Linked DNA regions of Mus musculus: region 2 is linked to region 1. Evidence: chromatin contacts called from public HiCAR-type data. All regions are on one chromosome and are shown on one strand. The core of a region is the stretch at or near the end of the contact, and the rest is flanking DNA. Distances in the headings are between cores, read along the strand shown. Region 1 holds the start of Klf3 (Kruppel-like factor 3 (basic)). Region 2 holds the start of Slc30a9 (solute carrier family 30 (zinc transporter), member 9).

Evidence for each region. HiCAR-type assays count read pairs that join an accessible place to other places.
Region 2: a HiCAR-type map of astrocytes shows a contact between it and region 1, with 2.8 times the contacts expected there. The contact joins the promoter of Slc30a9 here to the promoter of Klf3 in region 1. A contact is called at or near these places in 1 of 39 promoter capture datasets (erythroid cells) and 1 of 115 datasets of contacts at active chromatin or transcription factors (astrocytes).

The regions. Positions count from the first base shown.
Region 1 is chr5:64,801,991-64,806,386 of GRCm38.p6, forward strand. It overlaps Klf3 (Kruppel-like factor 3 (basic)), which reads left to right and starts at 1,531. Exons shown (of 6, transcript NM_008453.6): 1 at 1,531-1,801. It overlaps Gm38457, which reads right to left. Exons shown (of 2, transcript XM_006504241.4): 1 at 2,060-4,396; 2 at 380-1,969. The coding sequence starts at 2,299. The coding sequence ends at 1,505.
Region 2 is chr5:67,304,328-67,308,244 of GRCm38.p6, forward strand. It overlaps Slc30a9 (solute carrier family 30 (zinc transporter), member 9), which reads left to right and starts at 2,628. Exons shown (of 18, transcript NM_178651.4): 1 at 2,628-2,870. The coding sequence starts at 2,768. RefSeq lists a cis regulatory region at 2,276-2,999.

The sequences.
Region 1 (4,396 bases), core at 281-2,780:
CAAATCACACACACAAACAAAAACCCAACTTTTTCTTTGACTATTTTATTTGGAAATAAACCACCCAAGACCCTCACCACTTACATTTTAAACAGGACATTATACTGGAATGTGAACTAGTGGGTTCTGGGTCTCCTCAGGACAGACAATTTCAGTGTTGGAGGTTACTGGGTTCTAGTTTAATTGTACCTTGTAGTTACAACAAGGAGTGGGGAATCTATGTATCACTACGTTTTAAGTAGTACCATGCCTGGCTGAAGCATCAAAGTGAAGTGAGAATGGTGAACTTACAGGGCCTTTAAAACATCTTGAAGTAATAACAAGCCATAGACTGAAGCCGGGTTGTTTTAAAACATTACACAGAACTAAAACAATTGAACCAATTTGTCCTTTGTTCTTTTTATTGCGTTCCTTATTACATTAATACTGTTTTAAAAGGAAACTCAAAAGCCTCCGACTCTAGCCTAGCACCAAGCTCAGCGAAGTTGTCCTCGCGCTGGCCTGGTTTCCACGGAAAAAGTGCCTTGAGGCTCTTAAAGTGTGAAAGGAAAGGTCCCGGGGCTGAGCCCCAGGCCAGCCAGAGCTCTCGCCCCAGGTGGGAGGATCTGCCCGAAGTTTGCTAAATTTTCTGGCAGCAAGGCTGACCAGCGAACGCCTTTTCGCTCCAGAGCATCGGGCCCTTGGGGAGTCGCACTCCTCCGGGGGTCTCCACCTTTCCAAGAAAAGTCCCTCCAGGCTGGAAGCGGCCCCTGCAGGGTAGGCGAAAGAACAGGGGCGACCCGAAGTCTCCGAACAGCGCCAGCGCGCAGGCTGCAGCGCGACCCCTGTGCACAAGGCAGCGATCGCTCCTGGAGCACCGCGCTCCCCGACGTAGGGACAGGGCATCCTGGGCCGCAACACCCGCTCCACCGCCCTCTGCCCGGGAGGGGCGGCCCTTCCCGCGGGAGCGAGTGATTGACGGCCTCGCTCCCCCACTCCTCGGCTCGCCTGCGAACCCGGGCTGTGTGTTTTGGAAGCGGCGCTAGGGGCCGTAGAGCGTGTGACGCCCGGAGCGGGCCAACGCCGCCCTTCCTTCCCCCCGGGGCTCGGGCCGCAGCGAGGAGGCCAGGACAGCTAGGGCGGGGCCGCGGGCTCAGGGCGCCGGGCGGAGCGCTCAGGCGGGGTGGAGGCCCAGGGTGGAGAGCCGGGCGGGGGCCGCTCACGCCCAGCCCCGAGGCCGCGCCGCGCCTCCCGGGACAGGTCGAGCCGGCGGGGCGGCGCCCGGCTCCGGGGAATAATGAGTGTCTGTCAGGCTGGCCCCGGGTGACTGGGCGGGGCGCGGGCGGGGGCGGCGCGGGAGGCGGGGGCGGGGAAGGGCAGGGCGGGGTGCGTGTTTGCCAGTGACTCGCCGACCCCTCCGGCGGCTGCCTCCACCCAAGTGGGTGGGGACCCCTCCCAGCCCGGGCGGCTGTGGCGGCTCCCGCTGCCCCTCCCTGACCCTCCCACCCCGGCTCCCAGCCTCTACTTACCCCGCCAGCCCCGGGGAGGCTCGCAGAGCGAGCGGCGCCGGCGTCATGTGACTGCCCAGAGTTGGTGCCAAGGAGCCAGAGGGGAGCGGGGAGCCGAGCCGCGCGGAGCCGCGGCCGGAGCGCAGTGCGAGCGCCACCCGAGCCAACCCCACCCGCGCGTCCGTGCGGTCGCGGTCCCTATCCCGGACGCCGTCCGGCCCGAAGCGCTTGACCTGCCGGCCCGCGGGGTTCCGGGCGCCGGGGAGCCGGGCCTGGGTTTCTTGGCCGCTGCGCTCGGCACCGCGCTTGGCAGAGTAAGTCCCCGCGCCCTCACCTTGCCGTCCTGCGCCCCGCTTTGCGCCGCATCTGCTTGCTTCTCTCTCTTTCTCTCCTTTTTTTTTTCCCTTCGGAGAAAGCAGGACGCGGAGAACGGGTTCGGGGTGCAGCGAGGGCTCCTTCGGGCTTGGGAAAGTGCTTCGGAGCTGGGGTGGAGGAGCGAGGGGGAGGGGATGGCGGGCGGGATCGTGGGATAGGGGAACTCGGTGGATTGGGAGCCCGCGGGCGGGGCTCACCTGTGTGGTCCCGGGTCCCCCGCGCTCGGTTCCCATCGGAGCCCCCGGCGCACCCCGCGAGCGGCCGCGTTGGAAGGAGCCAGGTAGCGGCGAGGCCGCGCGCCTGCTCCTCCCCCTCCCGCCTGGACTCGGGGCTCCCGCCCCCCGCCCGCGCCCCCCAGCTGCCGCCCAGCAAACTTGGAGCCCAGCCTCCAGCGCCCCTGGCGAGAAACTTGGGGGCGATTGGGACTGAAGAAGCATCCCCTTTTCCGTACCCGGAGCGCGCTAACTGCTGGGTCATTTGGCTTGTGGGGGAAGGCAGGGGGGAGGAAAAGAACCACCGAGGTTTGGAGAGACTGCCTTTGGGGACTTGGAGAGAACCTGCCGCAGTGCCTGAAGCAAAGGATTGCAGCGTGGCTAGCAGTGCAGAGCGCCTTCGGTGTTAGGGAACCGGAGCCCTGTAGGGACCACAGGACAGTGGTGTGGACCAGAACCTTTGGATAGCTTGGAGGTGGCAAATAAGAGTTGGAATTGTCATATCCATGTCTTTGGCGGATAACAGAAACACTTCTGTAAATTTTTACTGCAGTACTTACAATAGTAGTATTTTACAATAATACTAATTGAATATGAATGAGCCTTTGAATAATTCAGGTTAAATGGACACTGGATAATGTTTACCTTGTATTCTTCAAAATAAACACTTTACACAGAGTCATTGAGATTTTATTTTACACGGAGTCATGAGATTTGGTTCTAAGAACTTATATTTTTTTTCCTCTAATATTGTTGGAGATACTTTATTCTCAAGAGTGGTGTTGGGGGGGAAGTATGAATTGGTATTCTGAATTCATTTGGATTTGATATCTTGTCACTAAGCAAAATTGAGTGAACGTGGGCCAGTTAAGATAAATGAGAACTTTATGCATAAATTTGAGGAACACTTTTTATAAGAAATTCTGCTTGCATGATAACTTGCCTCATCCCAGGAATGTAACAAACATCTTAATAATTTTGTAAGTTAGGGTTTATGAAGAAAGAGCCCCCTGAGTTATTCCGTGGCTTAAACGTGCGTGTTTACCTTAGGCTGTTTAGAGAAACCTGAAAGAAGATGTTTGATTAATTTATACTCCCTAGAGAAAAATCAGTTTTCTCATCATTGAGGTTTGCTGCAGACCGTCGCCGCTAGCCAAGTCCTGTGGAGGTGCTCTGTAGTGACCATTTGGCTGAAATTAAGGAGAGTATCAAAGTGTAGGAGTGACAGTAGCTGCTTGGGTTGCAAACCCTTCCCAATACAAAACTACATAGCTGTGGAGGGAGCTATTGTCTCTCTGCTGCAAAGTTTCTATATTAAAATGCAATCTTGTTGCTATGGGTACAGCGATGCCTTTCCCCCCTCCCCCCCTTTTTTTTCTTGTTAACCTGTAGTTTTGTCTACAGACCAATCCGTAAGTCCCTGATAATGGAAACCTGAGTTGAGTTAAATCATCTTGGCTAACAACATGTAAAGAAAAAACTACTGTGGGTGGGACTTTAAATGGACCCTGCTGCCTTTGAATATCTCAGGGAAAAGAGTCATTGTTAGATTATCTGGTAAAACTGGTGCTGGAGTTTACGAATTGCAGTAAAAATCACATTCCCAAAAGGGTGACTTTCAGTAGCTTTATGTGGAGAACCAGTGAGTAGCTATGTCCTTGACTACATTTGAAAAAAAAAAAAAACGAGATTTTCAAGTGGCTAAAGAGGCCAAGTCTGTCTTCTGTCTAGCTGTGACCAAAGGAAGCTTGAACTAGGTCCAGCTTTGGTTCTGTGGGATAACCCAGTTGTAACCTGGATTTTTACAGCAGTGCCTTCTCTAGATCTTCCTCAATATGCATGATGGCTAGATCTGGGCTAGATCTGATCATTTTCCATCGTAGAATTTAGTCAGGGCTGTTAGCCCTTGGGACCTGGCTGAAAGGGACAAAAGAAATCAGGAAGGAGGCTGGCACTAGGTAACTCGGAAGGTCTCTGCAGCTTGGAGATGATAAAATCGCATGTGTGCTTGGGATGTTTAGTGTATGCCCCAGCTCCTGTTTGTAAATAGGGCAGGTCCCCTTGTATAAAGCTGGTGTTATTATTCACACCCATAGAACAAACACCTCCACCCCCCTGTTGTTGTCTTAAAAAACTCCAGCTGCTCATGAATATAGGGTCAGGGAGGGCTGGCTAAATGTTTCTCTGTGCTCTCTCTCCAGCACTGCCGGCCGGGCTGTTTCCTGTTCTTTGTTTCAAGGCTGGGGTTTGCGTCATACATTCCAAGTGGCATATGTGTGCTCTTTCCTGTTTCAGGCTGTTTTCTGGTCGATCAGTAGCCTA
Region 2 (3,917 bases), core at 1,378-3,877, 2.5 Mb after region 1:
GGGCTACAACGTGAGCCCCTGTCTCAAAACAAAATCCTTGTGCTGATTCTCATTAAGCTTTTATAAGCATATATTAATAATGTATAAAGGGTTTTTTGTGAGATTTTATATGCAGTGTATTGTGATCATATTTGCACACCTGTTCCTCTCTTGTCCTCTGCCCACCCCTGCCAATCCCTGTCATTTTCCCAGTGAGCTTTTCCATTCTGCTTTGATGTGCGTGTGCCTGTCTCTGTGAGTGCCATCTCATGAGTTTCATTAGGGTTGTTTACAGGTGAATGGGTGAAATTTTGCTTTCAAATGTCTCTCCCTTCCCCCATCAACCATTGTGTAGAAACTCTCAGGGGAGGGCAGGACCCCAGGAGCCCCTTCTCTTTCCCCAGACACAGTGTTGATGTGCCCAGTCTCCTGAGAGTAATCACAGCAAGTGTGAGTTCAAGAAGGCACCAACGATGTCATACTGGAAGTCCGTGTTTTCCACTACTTCCCTGCACTTCCTCTGGTTTTTACTTTTCATCCGCCCCTTTTTTCCAGAATGTTCCCTGGCCTTTGGAAGAAGTGATACAAATGTTTCAGTTTATGGCTAGGCATTCAACAGTCATTTATTCTCAGTTTTATTGATCAGTTAGGCGTTTCTGCAGTTACCATTGACCATTGCAAAAGAAAACAAACAAACAAACAAACAGCTGCTCTGTTCAAAGCTGACAGTAGCACTACTCTATGGGCACACACTTTAGAAGGCAATTTAACCAGAATAACCTATCCGTTTGTTGGGGTTCAGGAATTTGCCACACACACCATCGCAGTTAAGCAAGAATAGTTTATTGAACACACACCATAACACTGGATGCCTAGGTCCACAAGAAGGAAAAACCTAATTGTGGCACCAGTCTGCTCTCATAGTAGACTTTCTATAGGAAAAACAAACAAACAAACAAAAAAACAGGTACAGGCCGGGCATGGTGGCGCACGCCTTTAATCCCAGCACTTGGGAGGCAGAGGCAGGTGGATTTCTGAGTTCGAGGAAAGTCTGGTCTACAGAGCGCGTTCCAGGACAGCCAGGGCTGCACAGAGAAACCCTGTCTCGAAACAAACAAACAAACAAACAAACAAAACAAAACAAAACAAAACCCAAAAAACAAGGTACAGAAGTTTAAAGGGCAAGGAAGGCTCACGAGGCAAAGTATATCAGCTGATGGGTCCTGAGTAAGGTAAGGAAAGTGTCGGGATGCATGGTGAACAGGGGAATTTCAGGACATCGAGATAACAGAGCATGAGTGTTATAACTTTTTAGCTTATTAGAAGCATTCTTCACTGTCAGCCACAAAAACCACAGTGAGCTCATATGTAGGTGCAGGAAGGGCTGTCCGGTGGTCAGCTCTAACTCAAGCCGTTTTACACAGAACAGTTCGTGTTGACCTTTGATTTGATGGAATTTCTTAAGATTAGCAAACCTCATACATAACATTCAGAACATACAGGACAAAACCATGGTTATGTGGTCAGCATGTTCTTGAGCCAAGTCACTTCTTGGTCAGTGAGTGGCAGGCATGTTAGAGTAGTAATATAACTGGCAAGCATGGAACAAAATGGCTACAGTTATGGGGGAAGGGGTGTCAGACCATAATATATTTATCCAAATAGCTGCAATAGCCTTTTACTAGAGACCACAACCTTGTTAGCCATGGGCTTTTGACCTGCTTAACCTTACCAGAGGTGGATTCCCTCCTGTGAAGGGAGCCTCAAGTCCACTCAAAGTGGTGGGTTTCCTCCCCATTTACTGATTTGCACTCATTTTCTTTATTTTTTTATTAGATATTTTCTTTATATACATTTCAAATGATATCCCGAAAGTTCCCTATACCTTCCCTCGGCCCTGTGCACTCATTTTCCATTTAAAATTTTATTTTACAGTACTTTCACTAAGCGATTTAAATTAATCTTTAAAACAACTGGACATGCATCCCATTCTATTTATCTGGCCAGACAGGTATTGACTTAGCCCCTGGAATATAGTAGTATACGTATACTGCACAGGATCCAGTGTCCATATAGCTATTCTCTATTCCGGGGGGACAATAATTTCAGTAGTGGTATTTTGAAGAAAAGTGTACAGGGTAACTATTTAAAAATGAGAACCACGTTAATTATAATTAGGGTGGTGAAAGAAGGCTTAAGCTAAGAACTGAATGAACCTGACATGGTAATGGTTAAAACAGGCGAATGTGTTCAGGTTTCTTTCTCTCTGGGACCAGGCTGTTTGAAAAACTGCTCCATCTTCGCGTACACATAGTACCGCGACTTCAAATTTTATGCACGCCTCTAATTTTGTTATACTACGACCGAGAAGCGGAGGTTGAGTGATCAGCAAGGTGACCACGGTGTTGGACAGAGCGGTGCCGAGGGTTCAAAAGGAAAGGGGACAGAGGCTTAAACCCTGCCTTCTCCTCCTGCTTCCCACGCCCCGGCGGCGCTTCGTAAGACTGTCTCCCGGGACACGACACGGACTCACAAATGCCCAGCACAGTCGGCAGCGCACACCGTCCTGGCCCGGTGCTGGCCAGAAGCACCGCCCACCCCGCCCCCGCTGGCATATTCCGTCACTTCCGCTGTCGCGCCACACCCCCATGACTTCCGGGTCGCCGAGGCCGCCGGCCGCGGCGCACACATCCGTGCTCGCCGGGGTCCGGTCTATGGAGTCAGTTGGCGCGGCAGGCGGCTCGGAGGCAGGAGGTGGTGTCCGAGTGGGGGCCTCTGCCCCGCCAGGATGTTTCCGGGCTTGGCCGCCGCCGCCGCGGCGCACAGGTGCAGCTGGGCGGCGCTGTGCAGGCTCGGTGGCGGCCGGGCAGCGACCCGCGGCCGCAGCCAGGGTGAGTGACGGACCGGTGGAGGCCGCGCCTGGCCTCGGCAGTTGGCCCGCCCGCTTGCCCTTCTCCAACCCAGACAGAGCCTGCCGGTCTCGCAAGGTCCTCACAGGTGTCCCCGCGAGCCGCGGCTACCGGGGAGCGGCCAACCCGCGTAGGGACACCCTGAGGCGGACCTCCAGACCCGGAGGTCTTAGGGCACATCGCGGTGACCCAGGGTGACCCAAACAGGCCGTGGGAAATGGCGGATTCCACCAGCTTGGAGGGTCCCCTTGGGCCGCCGCCGCAGTTCTGTTGCTGCTTAGGTTGAGTGAGGTACTCCTGCGCTACACTTTTTCTTAGTGCCATCCCGTTTTCTTAAATCTCCCTAAATCAAAGTGGATGTCACATACGGATCTTAAGGTGAGGGCTTCTCACAGTTATCGAATGGGCATAGTCTGGGGGACAGGAAACCCACCGAAGTTTGCGGTTATATCGAACAATCCTTTTGGTGACAAAAGTGTCTCCTGAAACTGTACATAAATAACCCTGGGCGCAGGGTGGGATTGAGAGTTTTCATCTTCGTCAGCATTGCTTTCTCAGTCAGATTCAAGTTATTGGAGAGTTTCTAAAGTAGCATCAAACGTGTAAGTCCTGTTTCTGTTCACCTCCCTTGTTCCCGTAGCTTGACACGGAGGACTGCTAGCAGAGCCCAGGAGAGGACAGGACCAAATCCACCGCTAACCCGAGCCCCTCAGGTTCTTGGGATTTGCAAAGAGTGGTTACAGAAACGTTTCTCAAACATTCACAGTCACCCTTCAAAAACTTGGATCGGAAGGCAAAAGCTGCAGCCATTCAGGTTTTTTGATAAAAGCGGTCACACACTCCTGTGCTGGGCAGATAAAGTAGAATATATTCATACCGTATTAAAAGCTGGTTTCTAAGGTTGCAAAAGAATTGATTGCAATACACTGTTTTAGTTTGTTGTTAATGACAGAATACTGTAGCTAGTTTTCCCATGGTGGCGGTATGCCACTTATGAACAGAATGGGCCCTCTGTTTAAAACTCCAAAT